3 separate regions of the Mus musculus genome follow, and all the other regions are linked to region 1. A link is a contact called in public HiChIP or PLAC-seq data. All regions are on one chromosome and are shown on one strand. Each heading gives the region's core, a stretch centred on a gene start, on an enhancer-like site or on the middle of the called end of the contact. The rest is flanking DNA. Distances are from core to core; before and after follow the strand shown.

Region 1 (2,700 bases), core at 68-2,567:
GTAGCTGCTGGGAATTGAACTCGGGACCTCTGGAAGAACAGCCAGTTCTTCAAGCCCTCTGGTATTATTTTTCAACTCGGCTTTCCTCCCAAATTTATAACTGCTGAGGCTGTCTTTACAGAATTCAGAAACAAGTCTCACCTGCCCCCGTGAGCTCCAGGCTCTTACTCATGTGGGAATCAAACACTTTCCAAATCAGAACTTAAGCTCCCTTCTTTTGCTCTGACCCTGTACCCTGACAACCTATAAAGTGGCAGGCACCAAAGACTTCTCCAGTTAAACACTCAACTGCAGAAAGAAGAGTCATTTTCCAAGTCTGAAACTTTGTTGGCCAATGGCATTCCCCAAAAGGCACAAATTGAGGAACGTTCCTAATCTTCACATGTACCAAAACTAAACGGGAAGGGGAAAAAAAGAAGCCGATACGGACTGCCACTGATCCTCTAGGCTCGTGGTAATCAACTACTTGCTCAAAGAATCCTTTGACCGAGCACAACGTATACATAAAGACAGAAATAACATAAAGCAAAACTTTATGTCGTGTGAAGGGTCTTTAGGGAGATGCTCACTTCAGGTTCTGCGTGCGTCCTGCCTTTGGGAGGAGTCGGGTTAAGAACCCAAAATCCCTTAAGAGCAACTAGAGCCCGGTTGCAAGACGCAGACCAAAGATAGAGCATGTTTTGTGCTCAGTGAGAAAACCTTTAGGGTTCCCTAATATATGACCCTCATCAGGGAGGTGCCAAGCGGGCCAAAATTGAACACCAGGACCCCCTAGAAGCCTGGGCAATGCGACACCCACGTGACTTAGCCCTCCCAGCGCAGCGCAGGCGCCTCAGAGTCCGGAAGTACCCCTACTCTGAACAGAGAGAGCGCCCGGGACCCGCCGGGCAGGTTACGGGGCGTTGCGCCGTGGTGAAGAGGCGCCGAGGACAGGGAATCCGGGAGGACACAGAACACTGCCGCGCCGGCCCCGCTGCCCTCAGCCCGGGCCTCTTACCTGCCCGTAGTGGAGAAGGCTAGGAACCGGCTGCCTCCTCGCACCACCAGCGTCTGGGCGCACAGTGCCAGCCCCGCAGAGCTCGCCATGGGCCCGCCCGCCGCCTCCGGACACGTGCGACGCGCTGCGCCCTTCCTGTTGGCGCTTGTCAGTGATGTCACTCGGCGCCGCGCGAACGGCGTGCCGTCCAGGAGCATGCGCGCAGGGCGTAGTCTCATTTGATTTCGGTGCCCGGAGGTGCTGATGCTGTAGATCCCTCCACCTGCCTTTGGTGATTGACTTTTCTGCCTGTCAGGTTAGGTGGCTTCTCTTGGACGGGGTCTGGTACTCATTGTGTGCCGGTTTAAAAAAAATAACAACAAAAAACTGCTGTGTGGCATCAGAATTGGATGGCCAGGCCCAATATGTAGCCATGAATGCGTACGAGTCACTGGAAATGTGCTCATTTAAGACAAACACCTCTTGGACCCCCAGCTGTCAAACGAGTCTAACGGTGTGCCTGCCCAGATCACCAAAAGACTCGTTCCATCCATCCCAGTGACTCACGACGTCCAGAATATTGTGGTCTCTTATAGGTTGGATGTGAACCTCCAAGGCAGCTCCTAAAAAGATGGTTTATTTGCCCCACCCACCCAACACACCCTAGTGAAAGTAAACTCTTTGATCTGATCAGTGTCCTGTTTCAAAGTCACACTTACTATGCTGTGTACAACTGCTATCTTAAGGTTGTGCAGTTCTCTGAGTGAGTCTAACTTATAAAGCAGCAATTGGCTCCATTTTTACCTGAAACTGAGTCAGAACGACTCTTCATTTTACTTGTACAAGCTGGGAGGTGGTAGCACTCGTCTTTAATCCCAGCACTTGGGAGGCAGAAGCAGGCAGATCTCTTGAGTTTGTGGCCAGCCTGGTCTAACAAGTTCCAGGATAGCCAGGGCTAGACAAAGAAACCCTGTCTATAAACAAACAAACAAACAGTAAAAAAAATCTCTCGTGCAAATGAAATCACCACCTACAGATGCAATTAAGTTAAATCATGGGTGAAACAAAATCGTATCAGAGAAGTCAGGTCTTGAGCTTATCCAACGCCATAGCAATGAGAAATGGAACCCCTTCGCAGGACTATAAAGCAATAACCTAATACTAAGGCACCACTGAGCTCCTCTGTCACCATGCCCTCTTATACAGTGCTGACACTGAGGACAGGCAGGCCCATGCCCAGGTATGCAATAGCTCACGCGAGACAAACGCTAATGTGATGATGGCATCAGGCTGTCACACGGCTGAAGCCCACTGGGCAGACTTCTTAGTACTCATAAGCAGGTTACACCTTAACTGGGCCTGAGATCTGCCCTCTTAGGTGCCTCTCCTTTTCCAGAACCCTCTAGATTACTTTGAAGAATGCGCCCTTTGAATGGATTTTCACCCCTTACTTCCTGTCCTTAGGAAATCCAGAACCCAGAAGCCTTTCTTCGTGTTAAACTACCCACAACTACCCCGGTTTGCCTTGCATCAGTTGGTGGTGCTTTAACTACCCCCTCCCCACAAAAAATAAAATAAAATAAAAGATGGGCTCTCATTTAAATATAACTGAGAAGTCCCTGGCAGCTGATAGCTCCTGGGAGAGGGAAAGTCAGCTTTCTTCAAGGATACAACTTCTGAGAAGCCACGTGACCCATGATCTTGCATATGCTGGCAGCCCTAAA
Region 2 (3,094 bases), core at 289-2,788, 360 kb after region 1:
ACTGACAGCAGGCCCTGGGAGGTGGCTTAATACAGGATGGGACCAACAGAGAGGGAGAAGTTAGTGGTGGGGGAGGGGCACCTGTGCAGCCTGGAGGGGTGCCTGAGTCTCCTGCGATGAAGAAATAATATAAGGAAGGAATGAAGAGAGAGGGAGGGAGGGGAGGGGAAAGAAACGTAACCAGGGAATCTCCCAAATGCTAGTAACCGAGGGCCTCTACGATAGTGTGCCCTGTGGGCACAGCTTCACACCGCACCCCTGGCTCACACAGAAACACAGGGAGCCAGAAGCAGGTGGAAGGAGGCTTCAAGGAGCTCCTTCTCGAAGGTGAGCAACCTGCTCTCTCAGGGGTGGGTTCCAGTGTCACCTCTGAGGGAGACTGGGACAGTGTGGCTTCTCTTGTGAGTCCCATGCAGAGTCACACACTACTAGGTGAATGAGGCAAGGCACAGACACTTGGAATGTGTTCGTTTGGGGAACGCTAGCAGTGGGTAGCCTCAGGGTCTAGCTGTCTGTCCTCTCTCTCTTTTTATCTGTAGTTCCTCAGATCTCTGGGCTGATGCCCTCTACTGCTCTCTACCCACACAGGACTGAAACAGATGCTGGCCTTCCTATGCCCTGTAGGGGAGGGGCCCCGAACAAGACATGCCACACTAAAGCCACCAAACCACAAACACTTTGAAGGAGTAATGGGAGAGAGAGAGAGAGAGACTCAGTTTGAAGTCATTGGTTAGTGTGAGGTTGGGGGCTGGGACACTGAGGAGCCAAGTCACCTATAGAATGAGCGTGGTACACTCAGTCACCATGAGTCTCCCAGCAAGTACCTTCACCAGTTCAAGAGGGTCCCCTGTTCCCAGCACCCTGTCTGTTGTAGAAGTCAGTGTTGGACAGGATGTGGCAGGCATCATCAACTCTGCAAGACTCCTTTTATGGGGAAGCCTTGGATCCTCGGTTCGAGAAAGCCCCGTGTAAGGCTAGGGACAACCAGGTGCTTCCTGGGGGTCTCCGAGGACGTCAGCCCACACCATGGTACTATGTTTGCTGCTAGCTTTGGTACCTGGACTGCAGCCTAGTTGGCTTACAAGGCCACTGTCTAATGGATAGTACACAGAGGAGCCTCTGTGCCTGTTTCCATGTTTGCATTTCTGTGTGCACCCATGAATCTGTGTACATACGGGTATGTTTGTACATACGCAGGACTGTTTGTGTGCTTTGTGTTTCTATGTCAGTGGCCGTGAACGTGTGTGTTGCCGTGTGTATATCTAGACTTGCAAAACACCCAACCCCACTCACGTATAGACACTTACGCATATAATGTACCAAATGAGGGTAAGAATGTTTCTTTTATTTAGCCTGGAGCCTCGAGAGAGCACCCAATTGCTGGGGTGACCCGTGGAGAGGTCAGGATGAATCAGACTAATTGGAAACGAACAGGAAAGGGTGAGATCATCATGTTGGATGTGACAAAGCAGCAGGGAGGGCGAGGGTCAGCACTGTGTACTAAACTCCACAGCAAAATAAGATCCAGGAAAGTGGCAGCAGCAGAGAGCCCCGCCCCCTGGACACAAGCGGAGGGAGAGCTCCAGGCAACTAGGCCAAAAGTCCCTCTTAGTGACCAGTCCGCATGGCAAAGCAGGACACTTTAGGTACTGTTTTGGCCAAGGGATGGTGACACACACACATCCATCAGAGAAGTTCTTTCTCCGCTTCCAGACTGCCCTATCCTTTGTGGCCCGCCTTCTCCTACCCCATCAGCCCTGGGCAGTTTATTAACTTGGACAGACCCAGAGCCACACAAAGGGGCACAGGTGTTGCTAATGAGGTAAAAGAAGATGGTTTTATTTGCTCTGTGCCCATATGTCCCTGCTTGATGGCAGTCTGCACTCAGCCAGTCTAAGACCCCAAGAACAATGGCCAGCCAGCAGGACTAGGAGCTGGTCATGTCTGCCTGCCATCACTGTAGGGCTGTAAAACAGAGCTCTACCAATTCCTCCCTGGGGCCCCGGAGTGCAGACGCTGTGGCACATAGCAGTCAGCTGTTCTCGAAGCTTCTCTGTCCGTCTATCTCCACATGCCTGTCGGGGATCGACTAGATCCCTGGGATGGACTCCAAAACCATCTTCCTTTACCCCGTGTCCATCTGTCCGTCTGTCTCCACATGCCTGTCGGGGATCGACTGGATCCCTGGGATGGATTCCAAAACCATCTTCCTTTACCCCGTGTCCAGGCTCAGACCTGCCCTTTGGGGGCCCTGCACTAAGCCAAGTTCTGTGTGGACAGCACAGGCAAAGCTCAGGGCAAGGTGAGGGTTACAGGGCCACATGGGTCTCCTGGTGTCTGGCCTGTTTTGACCCCAAAGTCAGAGCCATACTGGGACGAGCACTGGCCTCTCCTCTGCCTCGTTGGCTCATCCAGACAGCAGAAGTTTACCAAGAAGGGATGACCCAGAGACCAGATGGGTGGTGTGGGCAAGGGAGGCAGAAACGAAGCTCCAGTCAGCCCCTTTGTCCACGCAAGGCCCTTTTCAAGGACTTAGCACTACCACTCTCAAATACTGTCTGTCTCTTCCTTTCCCAGGGCTGAGCCCATTGATCCCATCTGAAGCTGGAAATGATGTCAGCTAGAATTAATGGCTGCTTTATCTGTGCTAGAGCTACGGAATGTGCTAGAATTCAGATTGGTGATGAAGCCATCCCCGGTTGCTGAAAGTAATTCTCTGCCTCCAGAGAGGCCTTGAGAGGAAGCCCAGTGTTGGGTATCCCCTTATCTCTAGTCATAGCACTATCTGTCTGTCTTTCGGCCCAGCCAGGCAGAGCATGCTGGGAAAATCCCATCGGCAGCTGCATCTCCTCCAGTGTGACCACTGGGGTTTCCTGGGGGAACCCACCTGAGGAAGTCTGGCTCATTAAAATCTAAATTGAAACAAAATGCAAATTCCTGAGAAGTCAGTCTAGGTTTCCAAGAAGTTCCAGTGTGGTCTGACAGACGTTCTTTGATGCGTTCTGCAACTCACTCCAGCTGAGGTCCAGTGGCATGCCAGGCTCGAGATGGGGTAGTTCTGACTCTGCATCCCGAGGGGACAAACAGATGACTT
Region 3 (2,761 bases), core at 21-2,520, 480 kb before region 1:
TGATCACAACACATCCACAGTCAGAGTAGAGAGGTGAATGCCTACTGCTCTTCAGGTCTCTCTCTTCATTCATGTAGTCTGGGATCCTAGCCAGGGAATGGCACCACCCATAGCTGGCAGGCTTTCCTACTTCAATGAATATAATCAAGGTAAACAGACGTGCCCAGAGCTCTGTGTCCTGGGTGATTCTAGATTGATCAAGTAGACGATTCACACTAGCCACCGCACTCACCAAATTGGTTTGCTCTATGCATGTACTTGGGAAATTAAGAGACAAGAGAGAAGAGGGACAAGTTCCAGAAGCCCCTGCCTGGCAGCTTGCTGAACTCATCACTGATACAACATATTTGAAAATCATTAATTCTAGCCTTGCCACCAGGAAAGGACGGATGTTGAGGCCACAGATATGCTAATTAACGCACTCCATCCTTCGCTTTTGGTTTTGTTGTTTGATGCTGGACACAGGATGTGTGCCTCAAGCACCAAGCTACAGCCACAAACCTCTGATTTGATCTAAATATGAATTTTGGCTGGAGAGATGGCTTGGCGGTTAAGAGCACTGACTGCTCTTCCAGAGGTCCTGGGTTCAATTCCCAGCAACCACATGGTGGCTCACAGCCATCTGTAATGGGATCGGATGCCCTCTTCTGGTGTGTCTGAAGAGAGTGACAGTGTACTCGTATAAAATAAATAAATAAATAAATAAATAAATCTTAAATATGGATTTTGCATACATCAAAGTTGCATCTTTGGCCCCATAAATATTTACAATTGTTACATGTCATTTTATTAAAAAGAAAGGAAAAAAGCCTTGTTTTTACTTCAATTTTAGTTTCCTGTTATGCAGGTGGCATGCAGCTCAGGACTAAGGGAGTTTCCTCTTTCTTTTGTGTTCTGAACAACTCAACCTTTGTTATCCCCATTGGGTGACTGAGCAGGTGTTAGCCTCCCAGGGTTGGAAGCTGCTTTGTGGGGAACAGGAATCAGGTTCGGGAGGTCCTGGGGCCTGAGCAGGGGAGGGTCAGGCACCTGGTGGAGCTGTATATGTAGGAGGCAGAACAAGGAAGAGAATGGGCCTGTAGAGACTATGGCTGCTGGAGCCCAGGCCCCGGAGGAGAAAAGTGCCCCTCTGGTGGGCTGTAGACATAGCTTATTCACATGTGCACCAGTGTCTTCAGGATGTACTTGAAGCAGCTTGAGTCTAGACTGCTAAGAAAAACACCTCGACGTGTCAGCATTTTTATATCTAAGAAAAAGGAGGCCCATTGTGGAGTGGCTAAGAGAGCTGGCGCCCAGGATCTGGCTGCCTCATCACCCCATGCTCTGACAAGCTGTGGGCCCCTGGCTGTCTTCTCTGTGAAATAAGAATGATGCAACAGACACCTTGCATGGCTTTACTGCTACAATTGTAGCATCCCAGGGACTGCTCCAGTCCTGGCAAAACAGAGCAGGGATTGAGCTCTAACAATTTGGGCTGTTCAGCAAACACAGGGACGGCCCAGTGTGGGGTAAGGAGGTTTTCAGAGGTGGAAACAGTTAACAAGCATCCCCTACTTAGGAGGAGAGTAAACTGAGATCTGTATTCATATTCTCCTAGGGCCAGAGAAAGCAAAGGTTGGCCTTCTGGGGAGGTCAGCGCCCCCACCTCCCCCACCCCTGCACCGCCCCCTCCCCACTGCTGCTCACTGTCAAATCAGCCAGGGCCTGCCCTGGATTTTGTGGGTAGAAAGAGCCCCAGAGGGTGACTGTTTCTCCTCCATGGGAAGAGAAAGGCTGCCAGGAGCCAGAGTGATAAGGCCAAATGAGAAACCAGTGTTCTCAGCTTGAGATCACATGACCTCCATTGTGCCAACCAGCAGCTGGTGCTTAGAAGGGGCTCCCGGATAACGAGTATCTTCCCCTGCACAGCTGAGGCTGTGGCTGCCCCTGAGAACTTCCAAGGGGAGGTCAGATAAGGCTGGCAGGAAAGGTTAGGGAGGGCGTTCTCCTCTTCTATCTCCCATCTTGGAACCACCTGTCCCTCCTTCCTTCAGACACATGCCCCGTATGACATTCTCTCACATGTGTTGAGCTCAGTGAAGTGACTTAAAGGTTCCTTTAAAATACGAAAGCATGAAAGTGGGTTTCAGTGCCAAGACGACATCTGCAAAGTCAGGAGCTCATCTTCCTAGCTGAGTTCAGCACTTTGCACACTCAGCTCTTCAGAGAGCCCGTCACAGGCTGGTAGACGATATTAGATTGTCTTCCCTGTCAATGCTGAGCAGAGGCTACTAAGGAACCATTCATAGCGGGGCATCCTGAGTACTGAAATCCCCAGGGCTCCCACTATCTTTGAGTATTTGAAGCATCTCTCAACACCCCAAAGACTACTTACAGGGAAGCTCCTGTTGAAACACTCAGTGTTGTAAGGGGGAGCTGCAAGTGAGGAGCGCTTTTAAAGGACACCAGAACTGTGGCCTAGGAATGTGCCTCTGTTCAGAGAAGGTGCTTGCCTGGTGAGCACTAAGCCCTTGGCTCCATCTTCACTACCCTATAAAACTGGGTGTGCTGGCCTGAATCCCAGCACTCAGGATGTGGGGGCGGGAGAGACAGGAGTTCAGAGTTACCTTCAGCTACATAGCTGGCCTCAAGCTCTCTTGGGATACAGGAAACTCTAAAATAAAGAAGTAGATAGATGGATAGATAGATAGATTGTAGAACGGAAACATTTTGGCAACAGTGTTTCTGAAATATATTAATATCTCACAAGCATGGGAAGACA

What was found. HiChIP or PLAC-seq counts read pairs in DNA pulled down with a chosen protein or histone mark.
Region 2: a FOXA1 HiChIP or PLAC-seq map of pancreatic cancer cells shows a contact between it and region 1. The contact joins the enhancer-like site here to the promoter of Wdr4 in region 1. A contact is called at or near these places in 8 of 484 Hi-C or Micro-C datasets (B cells, CD4 T cells, the N1E-115 cell line and 5 more) and 4 of 115 datasets of contacts at active chromatin or transcription factors (bone marrow-derived macrophages, embryonic stem cells, pancreatic cancer cells and 1 more).
Region 3: an H3K27ac HiChIP or PLAC-seq map of large pre-B cells shows a contact between it and region 1, with 3 times the contacts expected there. The contact joins the enhancer-like site here to the promoter of Wdr4 in region 1. A contact is called at or near these places in 7 of 115 datasets of contacts at active chromatin or transcription factors (bone marrow-derived macrophages, embryonic forebrain, embryonic hindbrain and 4 more) and 1 of 9 other capture datasets (liver).

What each region holds. Positions count from the first base shown.
Region 1 is chr17:31,511,170-31,513,869 of GRCm38.p6, forward strand. Wdr4 (WD repeat domain 4) reads right to left here and starts at 1,318. Exons shown (of 11, transcript NM_021322.2): 1 at 998-1,318. The coding sequence starts at 1,215.
Region 2 is chr17:31,872,678-31,875,771 of GRCm38.p6, forward strand. No RefSeq gene overlaps it. Among named protein-coding and RNA genes, the nearest start is that of Gm30509, 3.1 kb to the left of the region's middle. Within about 2 kb of position 1,539, at least 67 of the 459 cell types and tissues checked have an H3K27ac peak or open chromatin away from gene starts, as enhancers often do. A contact at or near this core is called in the N1E-115 cell line and pancreatic cancer cells, where this site is marked.
Region 3 is chr17:31,032,436-31,035,196 of GRCm38.p6, forward strand. No RefSeq gene overlaps it. Among named protein-coding and RNA genes, the nearest start is that of Abcg1, 24 kb to the right of the region's middle. Within about 2 kb of position 1,271, at least 52 of the 459 cell types and tissues checked have an H3K27ac peak or open chromatin away from gene starts, as enhancers often do. A contact at or near this core is called in forebrain and pro-B cells, where this site is marked.